Regions from separate parts of the Sus scrofa genome. Here region 2 is linked to region 1. The links are chromatin contacts, called in public HiChIP or PLAC-seq maps. All regions are on one chromosome and are shown on one strand. The core of a region is the stretch at or near the end of the contact, and the rest is flanking DNA. Distances in the headings are between cores, read along the strand shown.

What was found. HiChIP or PLAC-seq counts read pairs in DNA pulled down with a chosen protein or histone mark.
Region 2: a contact with region 1 is called in an H3K27ac HiChIP or PLAC-seq map of skeletal muscle, with 4 times the contacts expected there. The contact joins two enhancer-like sites. A contact is called at or near these places in 2 of 2 datasets of contacts at active chromatin or transcription factors (alveolar macrophages and skeletal muscle).

The regions. Positions count from the first base shown.
Region 1 is chr18:42,430,879-42,437,054 of Sscrofa11.1, forward strand. No RefSeq gene overlaps it. Among named protein-coding and RNA genes, the nearest start is that of GGCT, 23 kb to the left of the region's middle. Within about 2 kb of position 1,878, at least 39 of the 83 cell types and tissues checked have an H3K27ac peak or open chromatin away from gene starts, as enhancers often do. A contact at or near this core is called in skeletal muscle, where this site is marked.
Region 2 is chr18:42,756,997-42,763,419 of Sscrofa11.1, forward strand. No RefSeq gene overlaps it. Among named protein-coding and RNA genes, the nearest start is that of MTURN, 42 kb to the right of the region's middle. Within about 2 kb of position 3,590, at least 12 of the 83 cell types and tissues checked have an H3K27ac peak or open chromatin away from gene starts, as enhancers often do. A contact at or near this core is called in skeletal muscle, where this site is marked.

The DNA.
Region 1 (6,176 bases), core at 628-3,127:
AGCAGGACTGCCCTCCTTCTGGAGACTCTCCTAGAGAACCCATATTGTTGCCTTTTCCAGCTTCTAGAAGCTACCTTCATTTCTTGGCTCATAGTCCCATTCCTCCATCTCCAAAACAAACATCAGATCCTTCTCAGGCTGTTATCTCTTCAGCTCTCCTGCCTCCCTCTTCCACCTATAAGGACCCTTGTGATCGCATTGGCCCATGCCAGTAACTCATGATCACTGTCCCATCTCAAGGTCAGTTGACTTGCACCACTCATTCCATCTGCTTCTTTAATTTTCTTTTGCCATAGTCACAGGGTCCAGGTGTAGGGCATCACGAGTGGAGGGGGTTGGAAGCTAAGGGCGGGGGCGGGGTGGGGGGGAAGCAGACAAGGGCCAGTCTGCCTAACACACGTGGGAAACACAGCCGATTCAAATCTACCGGAGACGTGATGATTGGAACCGCAGAACTGAAGGAGCTTCTCAGAATGCAGCCATTCTAAGTATGAAACAGGATGTGGAAAATATGGGAGTAAGAGAATCCTAGAAGAAAAGAAAAAATTCATAATTTTTCTACCAGAGTTTCAGGTAAGGGTAAACTGGAAGAATTCGTATGTTGAGCTTTTCCATTTTGGTACTTACAAGTTTGCTCATCCTATCCCATCAATTTTACGTTCGCAAAGTTTCACTTTTGAGTTAGGAACAAACTTTTCTCAGAAGGCAGCCTTGGATGGTGATTTAAATATTCATGAGCATATGTGGTCACACGACTGAATGTACTTTAGTGTGGAGGTGACAAACTATTTATAGCGTCGTTTTGTAGACCTTCCCCATTTGAAACGTTTAAAACATTTTTTGTTGGGGAGATGTGTGTGCATGTTAAAAACTCCCTTGCAGGTCATTGCAGCATAACATATAAAACATAAAAGGTACACTGCCAAGAACGGATTTAAGGACAAGGAGAAAAGCTTAGACGTTAAAACGTATAAATCAAAGTATATGCTCTGCTATAAAGGTTTGATTGCTTTGAGCTGCGTTTCATTGGGGGGAGCAGGTGTCACGTTTTAACGGGAGTTTCTCCAGCGTGCCCAGGTGCCGCCTCGGGTTGCGGATGGTGGGTTGGTCCTTTTAGGAGGACGGGCCTGGGCTTGCGGCCGCCGTTACCGAGCTGGCGCCCTCCGTTCCCAGTGTCACTCCTGGGCGAGCTCTCAGGCCTGGCCGCTCGGCCCTGCGCGGTGGCCTGGCCTCCCTGCGGGCGCGGGGACCGCCCCTCCCGGCTGCCCGTGGCCACTTCGGCAGGCGGCCTCTCCGCGCTTCCCGCTCCGGGTGGGGGACCACGGCCGTCCCGCTGATCTCGCCTCGCCCGCCCGGGCGGGGTCTCGGCCTCCACGCAGCACGCGGAGGAGGCTCGGGGCGCGGCCAGAGGGGCGCGGCCGTCGCTGCGGTTGAGCCAGTTCCCGTTCCGGCCGGCGCTGCGGCTGCTGCCTCCCCAGCCCCTGGCGCAGCCAGGCGCTCCGCCGCCCGCCCGCGTGCTCCCGGCGCACCCGGCTCTCGCTCTGGCTTCCCGCTTCTGCGAGGTCTGCACACCTCGTGGCCAAGTAAGTCCCGACGACGGGGGCGGGTCGCTCGGGGCACAAGTTTTCTGGATTACCGGGCGCCGCAAGGGAGGAGGCTCAGGGAGGCGGCATCCTGCGAGCGGGCGGCATTCAAAGCTGCCCTGGATGAGCTCCAGGTGGAGCAAGGCAGAAATACCCGGGAGGTTGCGGAATGCCACCAAAGTTCAGAGGGATGAACTTCGGCGTCAGGGAAATGGTCCGGGTAGGGCTTCTCAATCCTGTCTGCACCTTGGAATCACCTGGGGCGCTGTTAACATTCAGATGCCCAGGCTGGATCCATCAGAATCCCGGGGCGGCGTGGAGGGGGGTGGGGGAGGGCGCTCCGAGGCCGGGTCCCAGGCCTCTGTACTAAACTCCCGGCTGATTCCGCTGTGCGCCTGGCCAGGGTTGGTCCCCAGTGACCAAAGGGTGGCTGCCAAGGGAAAGTGGCAAGGCAGGTAGGGGGGCCTTGATGGAGTCCAGTCTGCAGACAGATCCGGCTGTTCCCAGGGTCCTGAGGGATCCTGGGAGCCTGGCAGAGGACTTCCCTCTGCTTCCTGAGACTCAAAGAAAGGAAATGAGATGAGGCTTGGCAGGGGCCTCTGAATGGTGCCTCCAAAATAGATATACAGCCTCAGACATGCACACGGTTTTTTGTGGCACATTGTGAAACACAGAAGGGTTGCCAGATCATGATGCCCTCTTAGTTCTGCTTCCTTTCCTGGAAATGCCTCCATTGTTAGCATTTAAAATCAAAGTTGGGGAAAACCAGTAAACCCATGGCCTTGACAACTTCTGGGTTTTCTGTGCTAAGGATGAAGCAAGGTATGTTTGCCCCAGGGTGGGGTTTGTCCCTCTTAAAAGCCCCCTGAGATTTCCTATAGCCAGTAACCCCCTCGGGTATGAGGAGTGCCCAATATTCACCCTGTTCTCACCCTGGATGTGGATGCGGGGGCGCAGAGAGCTGTCATCTAAGCAAGCGGGGAGAGTGGATAAGGCACAGACTTCTTCTGCACACGTGGAACAGATGAGACGGAGGGGGCTTCAATGCAAAGAACAGCCTAGGCGAAGAGACGACTTCTAAAGTGTCTAAGAGGAGTAGATGGTGCTTTTTTGTAATGAAGAAATGAGTTCAAGCTTTGGAGCCCATCAACCCTGGGCCCACATTCAGATTCTGTCACTTCTGTGATTGTGACCATGGCCATGTTATGTGACTTCTCTGAAACCCTGTTTTCTTGTGAAAAATAAGTAGTTCTGTCCTGAGGCTAATATGGTTAAATGAGATAATATGTAGCAAAGGCCTGGCAGGGCAGCTGGCACATAGTAGCTGCCTCATCAATGGCGGGGATTAGCCACTCTGGGGGTGATTGGTGCCCAACATTTGTTCAGTACAGCCACGGGGAGGGAGAGTGCCCAGAACTGGTCTCCCTTGAAACTCCATTCCCCTGATCTTCCCCTGCCCTGCTCAGGAGGGCTCTGTAGCTCCCTCCCTCTTTGGGCCCCTGCATACTTTGTGGTCCGGAGTCTCAGGCCACCAGCTTCTCCCCTCAGAGGGGTGCTTAATGGCTCTGGAGTAAGAGTTTTACTCCATGTGATAGGAATCAATTTCTTGACAAAAGAAGGTAGTTCTTTAATCCAAAGACTTTACCCACTGCCACATCCCTCAAAAAATGAGCTGCCTCCCCCTTCCCCCCGCCCCAGCAAAGGGAGGCTGTTTACAGAGTCTCCACATTGATCAGGCACACACAGGTGACTCTTCTGCTGGCAGCATCCTCAGGCCATGCCCCGGTTGTACCTGTTTTGCTACTGACTCTCGGTCTAGGGACAATCAGGCCTTCTCAGATGACCAAGAAGTCAGGAATTTGAGGAAGGGAGGACTCATATCCTACAGTTGTCAGTGGGGGTATCCCAGCCAGACTCTCTGCCCTGGTCCCACTTTGTGTGTCACTGATGATCCCTTTGATAGTAAGAGCAGTGCTGTTTATTTTAGATTAGACATGAGAAGTGCCAGAAATGGTGATGTAGTGGAGGTTTAAAGATCAAGCGTATTCACAGGGCTAGGGCTGAGACTTGCTTACATGGGACTATCAAATTCTTGTCTCTTTTTATCCCAAGAAAAGAGGTCAATATTTCTTCAATATCTAAGACATAAACCTAGGACTTGAGGTTTCAGTTACCTGTTCCCCCTACAATTCTTTTGGGAGCTTTAAGGAAAAATGAAAATTTAAAAAGGTGAAGTTTATACTGTGTTGAATTCTTGTCATACAGCAGCTATAGGAATTTTGCAAATTTCTGGTAACCCTGTTATTCTCTCTCATTTATTTTTTTGGCTGCACTTAAGGCATATGAGGTTCCCAGGCCAGGGATTGAACCCACACCACGGGAACAACCCAAGCCACTGCAGTGACAATGTGGGATCCTTAACCCTCTGTGCCACAAGAGAACTCCCGAACTTGACTTTTGCAGTAAGAGGCGAACAGTCACTGGCATTTCAATTAATTGATGGTTTTTAAAAAGTTTAGAAAGGTAGAATGCTTGTCAAAGCAAGAATTTCTGGCTTGAATTCTTCTTGTGTTTCATGTAGAAACTGCCACAGACCAAACTGGGGGCAGAGATTGGGGGCAGGGTGGGCCGAGGTAAGCTGATCACCAAACCTCCTCCCTTTGCCGTCCGCCCAGCCTCTGCAGCTGCGGAGCCAGCGAGGCCTGGCATGCTCTTACTCCGAAGGGGCCTTGCCTTGGCCTTCTGATCAGGCACAGTGCCCCAGGACAGGTCTGTGGCACTTTGGAGGGACACTTCATTACAATCATTTAGGGCTAGTCATCTCCTGCTTTGGGACTTGTTTTACTGAGTGGTCCTTTTCCTCTTCCTTATGCTTTTCCATAGGACTAACAGATAGGTCACCTGAGGGCCCAGGTCACTGCAAACTGAGCCCTAGATGAGCACCAAGTGGTGGTAAGGTAATAGCTGAATAAAACATGAAGAGTCATCACGACTGTATCTTTGTGTCAGGCTGTTGATCTTGGCCCTTCTCTGTATCATCTCCACAGGACACCTTAGGAGCAGGACAGAGTTGAGAGGTTGGAATGACTTGGTAGGTATTTGCAGAGTTGCACGTAGCTGGGGAGGGCTGTTGCCTGTTGCTAAGGAAAACCCATCTGGTAGAAAAGCTGGGAGCAGATGATGATTTAGGTGAGAAAATATTTGTGTGCTAATTCCCAGAAGATAAAAGTCTAATGACTAAGAACTTCCCCTGCTGAACACATTCCCCTATTGCTATCTGTGACCCCAAACCGAACTTTCCAGAAGGGGAACAGGGTGGAAAGCTTGGCTCTTCTTTGGGCATATCCCAACTCCTGATAACCCAGGACAGCAGGCCCCTTCCTGGAGAGGGCCAGCCCTGGGCTCCGCTTGGCAAGCCCAGTGTTGGACGTTTCGTATGAAGTTGGGCATGTTGATTTCAAGAGGCAGATGCGATCTATAACAAACACAGGCAGGGCTCAAATGGAGGAAATGGGCTTTGGTGTCAGAACTTGGGATCAAGCCCCTGCCTTGTTCCTTAACTAACAGTGTGATCTTGGCCAAGAGAGTTAACCTTTCCAACCCTGTGTCCTCCTACATGTAAAATAGTTATAATTCTTCTTTCCTTCCAGAGTGGTGGTAGTATTTGCTGGTTGCTGTAAAGTAGGCAGCATACCACCTGGCCTCTGGTAAATGGTGAGGATGATGACGATTGGGTGCAGGTGCTGGCCTTGCTGTCTCCCTGCAGCGGCTCCGAATGAGCTACTTAACCCTCACGAGCCTCGGGTTTTATATCTGTAAAAAGGGGATGACTATCAATCTGGAAGGATTGGCTTGAGGCTTTGATGAAATAAAATGCAATGAAGATGTGTCCGATCTGGTTGACCCTACATAATGATGGCAAACTCTTAATAGACTGACTCTGTGCAACCCTGGTCAGAGGGCTTTAGGTTTTTGGTTTGTGTTGGTTTTGGGCTCATTGAATCTTTCCAGCAATGCTGTATAGTAGTTATCATTTCTCCCATTTTACAGGTGGGACTACTGAGGCTCAATGAGATTAAATAGCCCTAGGTCAGCAGAGAGGAAGTGCTGCACCCAGGGCTTGAAGCAGTCTGGGTTCTAACCACTGAACGGGACTCAGTGAGTGCCCCTCCCTCCTGCCCACCTCCCCACCCGCATGCCTGCCTCTAGGAATTGATGCACAGATGTGCTTGGGCTCTTTCTAGAGCTGTGCTTCTGGATATAGGACCCAGCTTCCAAAGAACTGCCTGCTTGTGGAGTGAACATGGGAGATCCCCCCCATAAAAAAATAATTTCTAGCTTTTAAACCTCAATCACTGCTTACACTGGATGATCTAATATCCACTGGAGGAGGGGTGATGCTGGTATTGACGGATGTTATTAGAGTGGATGATGTTTATTTTTAGGCAAGTGTGCAACAAGATTGTTAGCCTGGATGTAATAAAACACACAGGCGTTCTGTGTTTCTAAACATATTCTAGAACATTGACCCAGACAGGTGTGTGGGGTATTTGAAAAAACAGACACCAGGCCTGGCAGGGCCTAGGATGGTGC
Region 2 (6,423 bases), core at 2,340-4,839, 330 kb after region 1:
CCAGAACCAGATGGCAACCTCTGGGTTACAGCCTTTTCCTTACTCAAGCCAGTTGGAGATAGACCATCTTTGGCTTTTGGTACAATTCATTCTCCAAAATCCAAACCCGACACAGCTCCTGGAGCTGGCAGAGCTCAGCTGCAAACAGCTGCTGCCAACTCATCTGACATCGTGCCAGGGCCACCCTACCATTGTGTGTGGCAGCACCAGGCCTTTCTTTGGCAGAAGCTTGCAGCCCCGCCCTTCAGAGTCTGTCGGGAATCTGGCTACTTCCCAGCAAGCCCGAGAGCGCCTGAGCGCCCCAGGAATGCCTCCTCTATAAATAGAAGTCCTTTGCGGGGTTTCCACCACCTGGCAGCCTGACCAGCATCTGTACCATGTTATACACTCTGCACAGACCCGGCTGAGGGTGTGGCGGGAAAGATAACCTTGGGAGAGGAGCATCAATAGGCAGCTGTTCAAATCCCCTAGTCTGGGGCCGTCACCGAGCAGCACCAGGCGGAGCCTTGCTGCAGGCAGCTGTGCTGAGTTTCAGTGAGTCCAGGCAGCTTAGAGCTTTGATTGGCCTGGCAAGTCATGAGCCTGATTCTTTTATCACTGCAGGCTCACTGATGCTCTGGAACAGTGATACCAGTTGGGTCTTTGTGAATTCGTCCCTATGACGTGGGGGCTCCCTGCCCTCTGTCCTCTTCAGTAGGCCAGCCTGATGGCACATTATGGGTCCTGGGAAGTGTGGTGAATTTCAGGGGTCCTCTGATTCAACCTTAGGCTCCCTGGCCCCTTTGCAATACTGGCATTTCTTTCCTGTTGGGGCTGACAAATGTACTGAGGGTGGCGAAATGTCTTGAGCTGTAACTTGGCCTCTGCCCATTATTGTCCCCAAAATGCCACGGGAGAAATATGACGTCCTGCAACAGAGACCAGGCCTTGCAATTGGGCACAACTGGCTTCTATTCCCAGTTCTGTCCTCATGTGAGCCCAGAGGAGTGAACTTTTCTCCAAGTCATGAGATCTTTTTTTTTTTTTTGCATTTTAGGGCTGAACCCATGACATATGGAAATTCCCAGGCTGGCTTGGGGTCGCATCGGAGCTACAGTTGCCAGCCTACACCACAGCTACAGCAACATGGGATCCAAGCCACCTCTGTGACCCACACCCCAGCTTGTGGCAACGCCAGATCCTTGAACCACTGATCGAGGCCAGGCCTCAAACCTGCATCCTCATGGAGACTAGTCAGATTTGATTCCACTGCACCACAATGGGAACGCCAAGTCATGAGATTTTAATGAAGTTAAAATTCTGGCGTCTGTGCAAGGCTTTCTCCTTGTGGACTGCGATGTACTAGGACCAGGAAGGCCTTCTGCCCAGCGCCTGGCACACAGGAACTGCGTGATGGGTCTTGGCCTCCTCTCGGCCCTGTGAATGATTCCTAGCCTGGGGGCCAGTACAATCCCAGGGTTTCTGAAAGGGTGGTCCTCAGGCCACCTGCAACGAGACCACCTGGAGTGTTTGTAAACACACAGCTGTCTGTGTCCATCTGGCCCTGGGGTGGGGAGTCCGAGAACCTACCTCTTCAGGTCGATTCTTAAGCGCCTGAAGCTTGAGACTTGCTCATCTACAGCCTCCGGTTACTCAGAGAGTCAAGACATCACTTTCTTCTCTTTCTTTTTCTTTTCCTTCCTTCCTTCCTTCGTCTCTCCCCCCTCCCTCTTTCTCGCTCCCCCTCCCTCTCTCTCTTTTCCTTCCTTTTTTTTTTAAATTTATGGCCACACCAGCAGCGTATGGAAGTTCTGGGGCCAGGAATTGAATCCAAGTCGCAGCTGTGGGATCCTTTCACCCACTGCGCTGGGCCAGGGATTGAACCCCGCACCCAAGCCGCTGCAATCAGATTCTTAACCCACTGTGCTGTGGCAGGAACTAGAAATCACTTTCTTTCTGTCTGTCTGTCTGTCTTTCTCTCTTCTTATGGCTGCACTTGCGGCATATGGAAGTTCCTGGACTAGGGGTCAAATCCGAGCTGCAGCTGCCTGCCTACACCACAGCCATGGCAACACCAGATCGGAGCAGTATCTGTGACTTATGCTGCAGCTTGCAGCAACACTGGAGCCTTTACCCACTGAGTGAGGCCAGGGATCGAACCCACATGCTCATGGAGATAACATCAGGACCTTAACCCGCTGAGCCACAATAGGAACTCCCTAGAAATCACTTTCCAATGCTCTAAGCATAGCAGCTTTTATAGGTATGGAGTCACCTGACACACATGTCCTCACTAAAACCCTTCCTGGATGGGAAGGGAGGCTTTAAATCACCGGAAACCTCTAGCCTTCCTCAGCCCTGGCTAAACGCCCCCACTCAGCTCCTCAGAGGTCAGCCGAGGGAGCTTCCTACCCTCTTTTGGGCGGATGGCAAGTCCCAGCTTCTGCCCTTTCTGGACAGATTAGGAGGCCAGCAGGGGGGGCCTACCAGCCTGTTCAGGGAGGGGCTGAGGAGCCTCCTTGGGCAGAACTCACAGGAAACGTATCAGGCTCCCATACTGGGCGCCACGATGACATTGAGAAAGGCTGGCTGCAAAGGGGATTCTGAACCTGTCATTCAGAGCAATGTCTAACTCTTTGGACTCAAGCCCCTCTGATGAGTAGCTGAAAGAAAGGACAAATACAAACTGAAGAGCTGTCACCTGGGCAGCACCCTTCCTGGAGCCAGCACCCTGGACCACCCAGCCAGGGCCTCACTGCCATGCACCGGCAGCCTCAGGGCCAGCGCTGGCAGAGGGCGGCAGCAAAGTGGGCACCTTTGGTGGACAGCCACCAGGCCTGTCCGTGGACACTGGCAACCCAGCTCCCACGTGGGCGTTCTCTGTGTTAGCAGAGATGGCTGAGTTCAACCCAGAAGGAGAACACAAGTGCCACCAAAGATGAGCTTGTAACACACGCACGAGACATCCCAGGGGAGGGGGGATCACCAGAATATTTGGGAGGAATCTGCGGAGAGCTGAGAGTCCCCACAGCCAGTGTCGGAGCCAGAGAAACGGGAAATTGTAGGCGCAGTTCTGAGTCTCCCCTCCCCCCGAGGCTGGGGCGGTTTGGGGAAGGTGGATGAAATCAGCAAATGTCCCAAGGCTGGGACACAGCATTAGTCATTCTGCTCAAGAGGATGAATTCCCTAGTTTCTGCCTCCTTGTGACATCACTGCTCCCAAGCGTGGCACACTGCGCTGCCGGATGAAAAGTCCTATTTCTAGAGGAGTCACAAAAGGGCCATTGTCGTGATGACTAACGAACACTCCAAGGTCATTGTTCTTCCCAGGAGCTGCTGCGCCCAACCCCACCTCTGTGAGCCTCTGCAGCAGCAGCAGCAGCAGGCAGGGCTGTCCCCAGTGAGAGGATCTCGAAGCAGCAAGCATCACACCCCACTCAGGGTTTGTTGTCGCTTATCAACGTTCTGTCCAGAATCGCCAACCAACACGAGCTTCCAAATGGAATCTTCGAGAGCCTGTGGCCAATTCTGCTCATGTCTTTCCAGAGCTGAAGAGTGCAGGGCCAGAGCAAGGTTTGGAGTGCACCGCGGGGAGTCAGCGTTCCTGAATTTAGCACAGGTTTGGCCAGAGTTCTGAAAAGACTGGACCATGTGTTCGGGTTGGATGCGTTCATTGGCATTGAGCTGGAGGACCTTTTTGTGGCTTGCTTCCAGACAGCAGATTGTTTCCAAAAGCTTGCGCGGTATAGGGGGAGATGATGCCTTCTGCCCTCCACAAGAGGGACACTGGATTCTATTTCCTGCACAGGAGCTTTACACCAAATCACTCCTATTAGGTCGCTTAGCCCTTCTTGTAACCAGTTACAGGACTCAGTTGGGAGCTGGCCAGAGTCAGGAATCGTCTTTGAAGGGACTGGATCAAAAGCGATCTGGAGAGGAGTTCCCGTTGCGGCTCAGCGGGTTAAGAACCCAACATAGGGTCTGTGAGGACATGGGTTTGATCCCTGGCCTCACTCAGTGGGTTCAGGATCCAGAGTTGCCACACGCTGCAGTGTAGGCCACAATGTGGCTCAGATCTGGTGTTGCCATGGCTGTTGTGACATCTAGCCTGGGACCCCTTCCATATGCTGCAAGTGTAGCCATAAAAGAAAAAAAAGAAGACATATATATATATATATACAGAGAGAGAGAGAGAGAGAGAGAGAGAGAGAGAGAGAGAGAGAGAGAGAGAGGGATCTGGATAGTTTAGCTTTATCGCCAAGTACTACCCACTCCTCAGCCAAATCACCAGTTTTAACCACACTAGACAAGCCAGGACATGCTTCTGAAGTAGTGGGGCTGTCTGGTAAAGGATTTCATCATTTCATCATGAGTTAAATTTACGTGACCTTTGAATTATAAAAGGGCTCGATGTCAGGTGAGGTGGGAGGTGGGGGTGGTGGGAAAGCCAGATTTGGGGACAGCCTGCAACAGGCGGCACCTGCCCAAGTGTATGTCCAACTTGAAACCCTACCGCAGGGCGACATCAGGGGAAGCCTGTGTGCCTGTGTCCCTTCGGTTATTAGATTTCTATTTCTGGTAACAGGGACTATTGGAGTCAGAACTTATTACATCAGACATTTTCCAGACCCATTTTAAGCTGATTCTCCACAAGAGTTTGTCTCCCCTGCCCCCACCCCCCACCCCCTGCACCTGCGCTACCCATGCATGGGGAAGTTCCCAGGCCAGGGACTGAACCCATGCCACAGCAGCTGAGATGGGAGAGGAGTGGGTAGAGAGAGGGTGGGGGTAGTTGGAGAGCCAGACCCACGCTGGTGCAGTGACAACACTGGATCCTTGACCCACTGCGCCACAAGAAAACTCTGAGTGAGTCTTTTTATAGCCCCGCCCCGCCCCCCACTGCCCAAGGCTCAAAGTGGCCCCTGAACACTTCTAAGTAGAAGAAATTCAAGATTTGAAAGACCAAGGCCATCTGGGAGCAAGACTCACACTCAAAAAACCCACTTGTCTTCATCGCTATGACAGTGTCCCCTTCTCTTTCCGAACCTGTGCAGCTTCGCGCTCCACGGAGAATGTATAGGTGCAAAGGTTTGCTGCTGACTCACCTTTTCTACTCTCCTTCCTCCCATCCGAGCATCCCCTGGAAAACGGAAAAGCACTGCTCCCGAATTTAGCACTCTCTCCCCGAAGCCCAAGCTCGCGTGCAGGACCCGCAGGGTCCCAGCCGTGAGGAATCTATGTGATGACACTTGGGGTCTCAGAAGCAGGGCAAGGAGCTTTGGGGCACCAACGTTTCCTCGGGATGGGACATGGCCGGCTTGTCTCTTCCCACGTGGGTGGAGGAAACAAGGGCAGAGATCAAACAAGCAGATGAGACAAAGTGAATTGAATTTGCCTTTGAAGCGTGTTCTCCAAGTTCATGGACTCCCTCTGCATGACCCTGTATTCTGTATTCAGTTGACACTGAGCCTCACGCGGGGGTGGAGGCAGTGGGGGGATGGGCACAGAGGGCCACGCCGCTGCCTCAGCAGGAAATGGGAAAGGAAAGGGCTGGAAGGCAGGCTGGAAGGGTGTTCGCATGGTCCAGGGAGATACACGAGGCTGAGGTCATCGGGGCGTGCTGGTGGCTCTACTGCTCGGTACCAGGTCTGCGTGGATGACAGCTTCCTCTGGCTCTCAGGCTGGCCTGACTACAGAGAAAATGTTTGCTCTGGTTATTTCAGAGTAAGCTTGGGTAAGAGCCCCTTTCCCAGCAGGGGCCTAATAGCCTCTTCTGTTCTTAGAAGAGTCTGTGATGGCTTTGTAAGGAGCAGTTCCAGAGGCAAGACCCAGGAAGAAGGGTCCAGAAAGGAGGGCACGCTGGTTGCCTCCACAATCTTGTCCAGCTCAGGATCCTCTTATTCTATCCATCACTTGATGATTTCAACAAACTTGTTGTCTCAGTTCTCTGAGTCACTTTAAATCTTTGCAACAACAAGGATACTTGGGGGGTAGAGGGGAAGGTGCAGCAGGGAATTTATCAATTATCATCCGAAACCACTCAGCACAGCCGGCCAGATCACGGGCAAGGCGAAGAGCTGATGAAATGAAATGAGATTTCTTCTTTCCATCCTGTGTATGGGCAACCAGGCAGACTAGCAGCGTTCACGGCAGGACGTTTAAGGGGAGGGCCCCTGTGATATTGAGCAAAAAGGACCAGGGGTCTCACTAAAAGGACGACCAACCCCATGACACTGTTCACAGCAGAGCGGCTAAGGGGCTCTGAAGTCACACTGCCTTGGCTTGAATCCCAGCTCCACATTTACCAGCTGTGAGATCTTAAGAAAGTCACTTAATGTCTCTGGACCTCAGTTTCCTCATCTGTAAAAGGGGGATAAGAGTCATAACACCTACCTTATGTTGGGAGGATTGCAGGAGTCGTAGGGGCTTGGAACAGTGCCTGGTG